2 separate regions of the Macaca fascicularis genome follow, and region 2 is linked to region 1. A link is a contact called in public Hi-C data. All regions are on one chromosome and are shown on one strand. Each heading gives the region's core, a stretch centred on a gene start, on an enhancer-like site or on the middle of the called end of the contact. The rest is flanking DNA. Distances are from core to core; before and after follow the strand shown. Region 1 overlaps SUGCT (succinyl-CoA:glutarate-CoA transferase). Region 2 overlaps SUGCT (succinyl-CoA:glutarate-CoA transferase).

The links. A called contact is a pair of places that touch in the nucleus more often than the background predicts.
Region 2: a Hi-C map of liver shows a contact between it and region 1, with 2.8 times the contacts expected there. The contact joins two enhancer-like sites. A contact is called at or near these places in 2 of 2 Hi-C or Micro-C datasets (liver and skeletal muscle).

What each region holds. Positions count from the first base shown.
Region 1 is chr3:89,762,192-89,766,782 of T2T-MFA8v1.1, reverse strand. All of the region lies in intron 13 of SUGCT (succinyl-CoA:glutarate-CoA transferase), which reads left to right. Among named protein-coding and RNA genes, the nearest start is that of SUGCT, 500 kb to the left of the region's middle. Within about 2 kb of position 2,637, at least 1 of the 6 cell types and tissues checked has an H3K27ac peak or open chromatin away from gene starts, as enhancers often do. A contact at or near this core is called in liver, where this site is marked.
Region 2 is chr3:90,058,643-90,063,313 of T2T-MFA8v1.1, reverse strand. All of the region lies in intron 10 of SUGCT (succinyl-CoA:glutarate-CoA transferase), which reads left to right. Among named protein-coding and RNA genes, the nearest start is that of SUGCT, 200 kb to the left of the region's middle. Within about 2 kb of position 2,948, at least 1 of the 6 cell types and tissues checked has an H3K27ac peak or open chromatin away from gene starts, as enhancers often do. A contact at or near this core is called in liver, where this site is marked.

The DNA of each region.
Region 1 (4,591 bases), core at 1,388-3,887:
AACCCTGAGCCTCTACAGCCCTTCCGATTTATTGGGTAGAAAGAGCAGGGAGGAGGAGTTAACGACTGGTCAGCTGCTTGATTGATCACAGGTTCACATTATTGCTAACAGGCTTCAGATGTGTCTAATCACAAGAAACACTTGTGCCTGGGTTGTGACTGCCCTCAGCATTCCTTCTGGATGGTAGACTCAGTTTGTCAGTTTGCCAACATCCTGCTTTCATGAGAACAGTTTGCTGTTTACTCATATAGCCTCCAGTGGTATATGGAGTTGATCACGACTCTCACTCTTTTGGCCTGCAACAGTAGGAAGTCATAGTGTCCTCATGAAAACCTACTAGAACTGTTTCCTTCCCTTTTGGGATCTTCTGTTCTTTTTGTCATCCATTGTAATCATTTCTAGGTATACTATCTCTCCCTTCCATGGGATTAGCAATCCCATCCTAGACATTATTCATGGTAGTGGCAGCATTCTCCAACAGGATGACACTCTTAGGATATTCCCACTTGCTTCTAGAAATGGTAGAAATTTCCCAAACAGTCTCGGGTGGCTGCTTTTCAGAACTGCAATACTGATGGGATGTTGGAGCAATGAACTGGCGTGGTAATTTTGAGCATAAATAGGACTGAAGGGAGCAGAACTCTCATGTGAACTTCTAGGGAACTTAAATTCTAGGATGAATTAAATATATTCTTCATCCTATTATTTTTTATGGTTATTCTCTAGTTGGTGCTGATGTGTTTTTAAGAATATCTAACCTCTATTTTTGAAGGAAATGCAACCTAAGAGTATAGAAAATACGTTGATTTAAATTTGATTTTCCTAAGTTCAGACTCTATATTTATGCTTGCATAACTGGACATTAGAGACTAAAAAGGTTTAGATACATAGGAATATTTATTACAAATGCATAATGATAACGAAAGTGCTTTCATTGGTATTCTTGTGTGCCCAAGGTTACCTATAAACCAAATAAAAAACAAGTGATTTCCTCTACTTGATTTGAAGTAGTCTCTGAATTTCTAAAGACAAAGATTACATTTTATTGATCTCAGAGTTCCCAAAAGAGTCTAGTACAATGGATTAAATATAGTAGCTGTTCCATAAGTTTTTTTGTGTAATTAAGTTCCTGTATAATGAATAATACTTTTATGATTGGAAAGTAAGATAGTAGTGATAAAATCTCAAATCACTTGAGATTTTATTCTGGATTTAGATGGTTCTTGGCCTTGTGGTCTGCATGAATAGTAGCCCTTAGCATTGTTCAAGGCATGAGGCCCTGGGTTTAGGGTATAAGTCAAGTGGACTAGAAATGAGAAAAATTCCCCTTCTTATTTGGTATGTCCTGCTTTTCAAAAATAAGTTAATGATCTTGCCATGCCCTATCATAATTAGTAAGCATGAAATTTAATTTGACATTTCATGTTTGATATGCATAAGCTTGCCCCACTATTTTCTATTTCTAGAATGATCTACCCAACATGCAAATCTGCTCATGTCATTCCCCTGTTTAAAATTCCTCAGTGGCTTCTCGTGAGTTTGATATAGATCATACCCTTAGCGCTATTTACAGTGAGTTACACCAACCTTCATCTTTCATTAACCCCAGTCCCCATTTTGTCCTTTAGCCCATCCTGAGGTGGCCACTATTTTTCAGTAACCATGTTCCCTCCTGCTTCTAGACCTTTGCATAGGAGTGGGGGAGGTTCCTTAATGTGGGGGTAAAATTCCGGGCAGGCTTCTCATTTCTGTGCTTGAGGCATATTTTGAAGGAAGAAAAAAGTATTTTGTGACATCTTTCTGAGTGTTCGCCCGAGGCCCTTGCTATCTCCTCCCCTTTAACAGGTTTAATGATTAACAGAGCAGACAAGCAATCTCCCTGCAAGGCCTATGATGGTCCCTTGTTTTTCTCAGAAAAAGCGTGGGAACTTAAAGGTTTCCTTGAATGTTACATGACTCTGCTTCGTTTATTTTATATGTTTAATTTTTTCTTTCTAGATCACTGGCCCTTCTTACATTGATCAACAGAAGCATCTGTTTTTAGAATGTGAGAGGATGTCATGTTTTCTCTCCTCTTCTACAAGCTCATTAAGTATTAGTAATGTACTTAGGTGAAGGACTTTATGCCATTGAGCCTTTTAATAGAGTAGTGATCTTAGCATTACACTTCCGATGCCTAAAATATCTAAACCAAATTAGTAAGAGTAGAAAGTCATTTTCATTCAGTTTGGGGACAGGGGCCTATTGAAAACCCCTACCTTGATCGTCCTATATTCACTTACAGAAGGAAAGAATTAGAATGTAGGCTACAGCCAGTTTAGGGTGCTTTCTGTCGCTGTAAGGCCAAGTAGGAGTGAGTTAAAGCTTCCTTTTCCAAGAAATCATCACACTCCTGAGTGAAGAGCCTCACCTTTGCCCTCTCCCTATTTGCTCCCAAATTGATTTGCCTGAGAGCTGGAGGTTCACTAACACCTCATTGTGAGTGGGAAGAACAGAACAGAATGCCAAGGAGCAGGCAAGGACAGGAGGTCAGCACGCTGACCCGGATTCAAAGGCTTGGGTTTGTTGAACAACCTCACCCAGTCCCGCCAGCCCGCTTTGTTGGCCGGCGTTGCACGGTATTGGGGGCTGTGCGCCCTCTGCTGGGCAGAGCAGCACACGTGTCCGCCTCTCAGCGCCTGGCCTAATGAATTTCAAGCTTTTGCTAACACGTGGGCAGATTTTCCTCTCAGGGGTGGTGCTCTACCAGCATAAGACAATGGCCATGGAAATACAGCCTTGAGTTATTTTGGGAAATTTTAAGCCAAAGAAACAAATGATAACTTACTTTACGTTCTACTCCAGTCAACTTCAGAACCACCAATTTCCTTTCATTGTGGAATGGGGCTTTAAATTTGCTCTGATGACATTCAATTCAGTGGCACAATACACCAAAGTGAACATCTTTATGTTCACAGACACAAATGGACCCACACAAAGAATTACCTAATAACTCACTCTTTCCACTCAAGATATTCCGTGTTTTTTTTGGAGAATACAAGATTTGACATATTTTTGTGGCTTTCCTTATGTTTAACATAGCAGTTTCTAAAATCAAAGCCTTAAAATCTATTTGGATTTCATTCATTCATTTATTTTTCAGTCACTGAACAGACATGAATGGGCACCCACTATGTATCTGCCATTGTGTAGGGCTGTATAGAGCAGAAATGGAGGAGAAAAGAGAATATCTACAATCTTGAGAAACTCCGTCCTGAGGAGAACTTAAAGAGCATACTAATAAAGGAAGATATTAATTGTGAGGGAAACACAGAGATGGTAATAACAACACTATGAAGGGGCAGGAATTAGGATCTGCTTTGCAGGCTGGCGAGAGGTAAGTATTAAAAGATATTTGTATGCTTGAAAGATATTTGTATGTTTGCCAGTAAGACAAGGTCGGGCGTGGCAGATACTAGATGGTAGAAGAAATGGTGTGTGTGTGTCTCACAGGGCCTTTTGAGAGGCTGGAGTCCAAGGAGTGGAGCCTGGTGAGAGGTGAGCTAGAGTGGTAGGTTACAACTACTTTGTGCAGTGCCTTGTCTAGCATGCTGAACAGATTGCATCGTATTCAGTCGGAGAAGGCAAGTCGTTGAAGGACTGTCACTAGGAGAGTGTGAGGACTGCTTTTCATTTTAGAAACATCTCTCAGTAAGGTAGTGGATGGATAGAGGGTAGAGGAATGTCAAAAACAGCAACAGGAAGCTGTCTACCTTCTGTTGGATCAGAAAAGACAAAAGAAGAAAGGCAAAGAGAGTGGGGCTCCTGGAGAAAGGATTAACTGGAAAGCTTTCTGAGAGGCAGAAAGTTGATTGAAGGTGGAGGATGAGGGTGAAGGAAGCATTGAGGAAGACTGAAAGTGTGGATGATGCTGATACCAGGATGGGCCGAAAAAGGTTTTGTGCTGCAGTTGTGAGTTTCACTTTGGGCATATGGAAACTGAAGCGACCATGTGTGAGGATACCCACTACACAGATGGAAACAGGGTCTTCAGCTCAGAGAGAGAAAATGCCAAAGGGTGAGAGCATCCAGGAAGCATCTTTGTGTGGAAGATACGGGGATAGAGGCAAATGGAGGCTTTCCTTGTTTCCTGCTTCCCTTTTACTTAGGAGATTAAAGTGACAGTTTCATTAACTGCTTTTACCACATTAAACATTGTTGAGGATTTGGATTTGGGTAACATTTTGTCTTAATAAGAAACCTACTGAAAAGTAAGTTTTTCAAAAAATGTTTTACTCTTACATGATCAAGTCTTTATCATGGAACCTGTCAGCGTTAACATCTAGGATTTAATGTCAACCAACGTAAGCTTTTAAAAAGGCATATTAAATCAGAAGTGACTTAAAAATAAACTCTAGATGAACTTGATCTATTTAAGTTAAAGGATTAAGTTATATACACGATGGAGCATCAGAGATTGAGTTCTTTTTGGGTGGGCCTTGGAAAGGGAAAATGCAGAAAGATCTAATTGGTTTTGCTTTCGAAGAAGAATCATCATTTTTATGTATATATGTATTCATAAGCATAATTTGATCGGAAAAATGCTTGATAT
Region 2 (4,671 bases), core at 1,699-4,198, 300 kb before region 1:
ATTACAGATGTACGCCACCACGTTCGGCTAATTTTTGTATTTTTAATAGAGATGGCGTTTCACCATGTTGGCCGGGCTGGTCTTGAACTCCTGACCTCAGGTGATCCACCTGCCTCAGCCTCCCAAAGTGCTGGGATTACAGGCATGAGCCACCGCACATAGCCAGATCATAGTTTTTACCTTAAAAAGCCCACCAACCTTTCTTTGATTCCCAAGCAATGTCTTTTTCAAATACTATCCTATTTCTGTATGTGCTACTATACAGGACTCTTCCAAAAAAATTTGGGTGATGTTTGCTGGATGGAAGCCCTCTGCTGTCTATTCTATGATGTGGTCTGTGCTTTGCAGACCAATGGGAGACCCCAGGAGTTCAGGTGGTATGCAATAGCTCGGGGTAGTTGACTTTCTGAGTAGTTCATTAATGAGAATTCTTTTTTTATGCTCTTTCATGAGCCTTTCAATGGGAATTTTCCTTTAAATGGGCTGATAATTCACATGATAATTTCTTCTAAACTTTTCTTCTGAAGTAGCTTCTAACTCAAGAGGTTGAAGGAAACAATTATTTATATGATTAAATAAAATAACATCTTCCTTGTTCCAGTTTGGGCTTATTCAACCAAGGAGTAGAGCAGGAAGCTGTGCTATGTTATTTCTGGTAGGGACATTATACTGTATATTTAATTTGGCAGAAGCAGAGACTCAGACAGGCAGTAAATTCCAAGTTTGAAGATATGCAGTACTTTGCTATCATTCCTTAGAAAAATGTCAAAGTGCTGTTAAATCATGGCATATTAGGTAACATTGGGAATCTTTTTCTTTTTTTTCCCTTAAACCCATGTCAAGGATTTTTTTTAAAAAGTCAAAATGTAAATGATATATATCTGTCTCTTCTTGTGTGACTTTGTATTTATTTATTTTACCATAGTCACACTAAAGCACTAAAATGTGAAGGTATAAACAGGCATATGATTCTATCACATGCTTAATATAATTGTTGTATTAGTAATAACAGTAATAATAATCATGCTGGACACGTACTATGTAACTGGGAGATATATGTATACATACATGTATATATGTATTTATAAAATTTTTGCTTATTCTTCTTTTAGTTTGATGAAAAGGAAGCCTAGAGACATTAAGCAGTTATGTTCTAGAATAAATAGGAACCATGGATTTAAGGTTTTAAAACTTGTTTCTGTTTGTGACCAGCCTGGCCAACCTGGTGAAACCCCATCTCTACTAAAAAATACAAAAATTAACTGGGTGTGGTGGTGCGTGCCTGTATTCCCAGCTACTGGGGGGGCTGAGGCAGGAGAATCGCTTGAAACTGGGAGGTGGTGGTTGGAGTGAGCCAGGATTGCACATTGCACTCCAGCCTGGGCAACAAGAGCAAAACTCTGTCTCAAAACAAAACAAAACAAACAACAACAAAAAACTGAAACAAACATTTCTTTTCTGACTGTATCCAAACTAAGCTGGATACGTCGTGGATGTGTGTCTTTTTTTTTTTTTTTTTGGCAGATTCTAGAATTCTTCTAATCTGTTTCCATTATCTCTTTAACAAATGTCAAGTTTGCTATTATTCTGGTGGGTACCAAACCTAATAGCTGGCCTTGCTTCAGAAGTATTTTTGAATTATGAGCTGTAGGGCAAGTGTAGGTTTCCCCCTACCATGGTTTCAGTCCATTGCTTTCAAATGACTCTTGACAAACCAATTAAAAAATAATTAATTGAGTCCCCTGTGGGGTAGGCAGTGTTTTAGTCCTGAAAGCCTCCAGATGAGGAAGAACTGGCCCTTGATTTCAAGGGACTCAAAGGCAATATAGCAGGCAAATTTGGGAGAACTTGAGCTTTGGGGTCAGACAGACCTGGAGAATTAAAAGAGATCATTGTACTAAGTGTTTCGTGCAGTATCTGACTCTAGTAAGCCCTCAATAAAAGGTGGCTCCTGTTATTATTGGTGTGTTGAACTAATAGTTATAGCTTTTGTGAATAATAGTTTCTATGAAAATATGAAATAGTCTCTATGAAAACTACCCATAGAAGCTTAGGGGCAGAGTAAATAAATAAACAGAGCTGAATTTCTTTCTTAAACTTTATGGGATTTTTAGCTTAATTTCTTTCCATTTTTTAGAGAGGAAAAGAGGGCAACATGCTGTGGTAATTTTGTTTTAAAAAAACTCTTCTTAGAACTTTTTCGGAAATTGTAGCCTTCAGCTCATTATCTAAATATAGCATTATTAAAATTAATAGAGTTTGAGGAGAATCTTGTATGGCAACATCACTCAGTTGTTAAAGGGAGTATAAGGCTTCTAGTTTATTGAATGGTTTAATTAATTGAGATTGGGTATAGATTCATATTTAACAAAAGGAACAATGACAAAAATGATTTTCAGGAGTAATCTCTGAGAAGCCCACAAAATGGGGGCCTACCTTTATAAAAATATGTATACTCACCCTTGTAAGAGCAAAAAATTGTGGAGATTTCTCTTTTGGTTTTAAAAAGTAAAGGAAATAGAATATTTTAAATGCTTGTTTTTATAACCTTAAAATTGCAAAGAATGTTGATAATGCTTACCCATTAAAAAATGCTTGGAGATTTATTGGGAATGAAAGAGTAGGTGATAGCAAATACATTAGATTACATTTCAGAGGCTTCTCCAAACTTTTGATTAATTAGCACTGACAAGCTAGAATATTGAAAAGTTGGTTTTCTGGTAAATTAAGGCATGGATTGTATGAACCCCCAGCCCCTTTAGTTCTAAAGTTTTTGGCTAGGTAGCTTTTGAATATTTGCCTTAATGCTTGTGTATGCCTTGATCCTTACGGATTTGGGGTTCTTGTTAAAGCAAAACAAAATTTTTGTTTGAAGATCCTGGTTACTTTGGAACCAGTTGGCCAGGAGGTTGCCACAGTCTGAAGAATATAGGTCACTGGGCAGTCCAAGAGCAGATAAAATTAAGGCAGATGTGCCAGCTACTGGCGTAATAGCTGCCATCCTCTGGGCCACTTCTTAGAAAAGATTTGGCAGTCTTTGATTTAAAACAAAATTTCTAAAGTTAACATAAATAAGGTAACATAATGTCCAAGGGTAACTATTGCACAAAGAATAAAAGCACTTAGAACTGTTCAAAGACTATTAATGATTTTTTAAACTCAGAATTCCCTCTAATTGACATATAGTGTTTTAAATGTATTTCGCTAAGAGGTAAAATAGAAGGTGGTGCAAAGAAAGTAAAAGTAATAAATCTCTAATTCCTTTAGGATCTTTTCAGCTTTTCTTGTATTCTTAATATATGTGCAGAACTAATGTGTTTTTATATTTTCTATGCCTATCATATTTGGCTAAAATTGTCTAAAAGAATCAAAGGCCATTTTGAATATTCAGTCATTAGTCCTAGTAATACTATCTTAATCATTATAATAATTATCAGATGTAACATTTATGAATGATTACTATGTTTTTAAATACCTTACATATATTAAATATTTACAACAGCCCTTACAATAGTTATTGCTATTATCTCCACTTTCAGGTGTGGAAACTGAGGCATAGAGGTTTAGAGAACTGTGCAAGGTCACAAGTCTGTGGTGTAAGTGGGATTCTAACTGAGGCAGGGGGACTCGAGCCCGTTGTACTGTATAGGCAGATGATACAATGCTGCATGTTTAGTTTCATTTTCTATCTTCATCCTACTTTTGAGAAATAATTATGTGACCTTTTCTTCTACATAATTTCCCCTTTAGGACTTCCAAGAGCAACTGAAGAGGTATAAACAATTCTGTTGTTTACTTATCATAGGGATCCTTAATTATGCTTAAAAGCAAATTTCCTTCAGGAAATCAGGTTGTACATCTTTCGAATAAATCCTTTGGTCGCATATGCTAAAATTGCATTAGGATCATAAGTAAGTGATGGTATAGTGAAGCAACTCTACTTATTAATAGTTCCATCTATTTAATGAGAACAGTACTGTCCTTGAGCAATATAGGAGTTGGGGATCGTTTTAGCTGTTGTGAGACTCATCGTTTCTGGTTTTAAAACTGTATTTCTGTGAGGTTGGTAGGGTGGGGACAGAGCTAGGGTGGGAAGGAATATTTGGGACATGAGGAGGAGTATTCCAGGGCCTAGGTGGGGGATAGCCTGGGTAGAAACCAGTTATACAGTTTTCTAAGTATTCCCACCCCATTTCAGCCAGAACAATTCCACCTTCTGGTAGTTTTTTGAAACAGATGTTCCACTGCTTAAAACTTGTTACTTGTCCTAGATCGATCATCTTGTATTGAAGGACTTTATTGAACTAGAAAGTGGGTTTTGTATGTGTGTGTGTGTGCGTATGTGTGTGTATGTGTATGTGTTTTGGAGAAAAGAGACTGATTTCCTTCAGTGCTGGAAATCATTGTTGTAGTTCCTAGAACCGTGGACATAAAACCAAAGAACGGGTTCAAATTGACCCAAGATGGAGGCCTTGGTTGGAGGAGTTTGGGTGAGGCCTGGCATAGCTCCTCTTTGAAGGGGCACAGACATTACCTCACAGCTAAGAGTCTAGCCTGGTGGCTCTGTGTGGAGGTCAGGGCTCTTCAGCTCAAATAAATCACACAGGACTAGATTCTGGAAACAGTTGGATTCGGATGTAGTTACATGTCCTGGTTTGTTCCTAGTGGGGT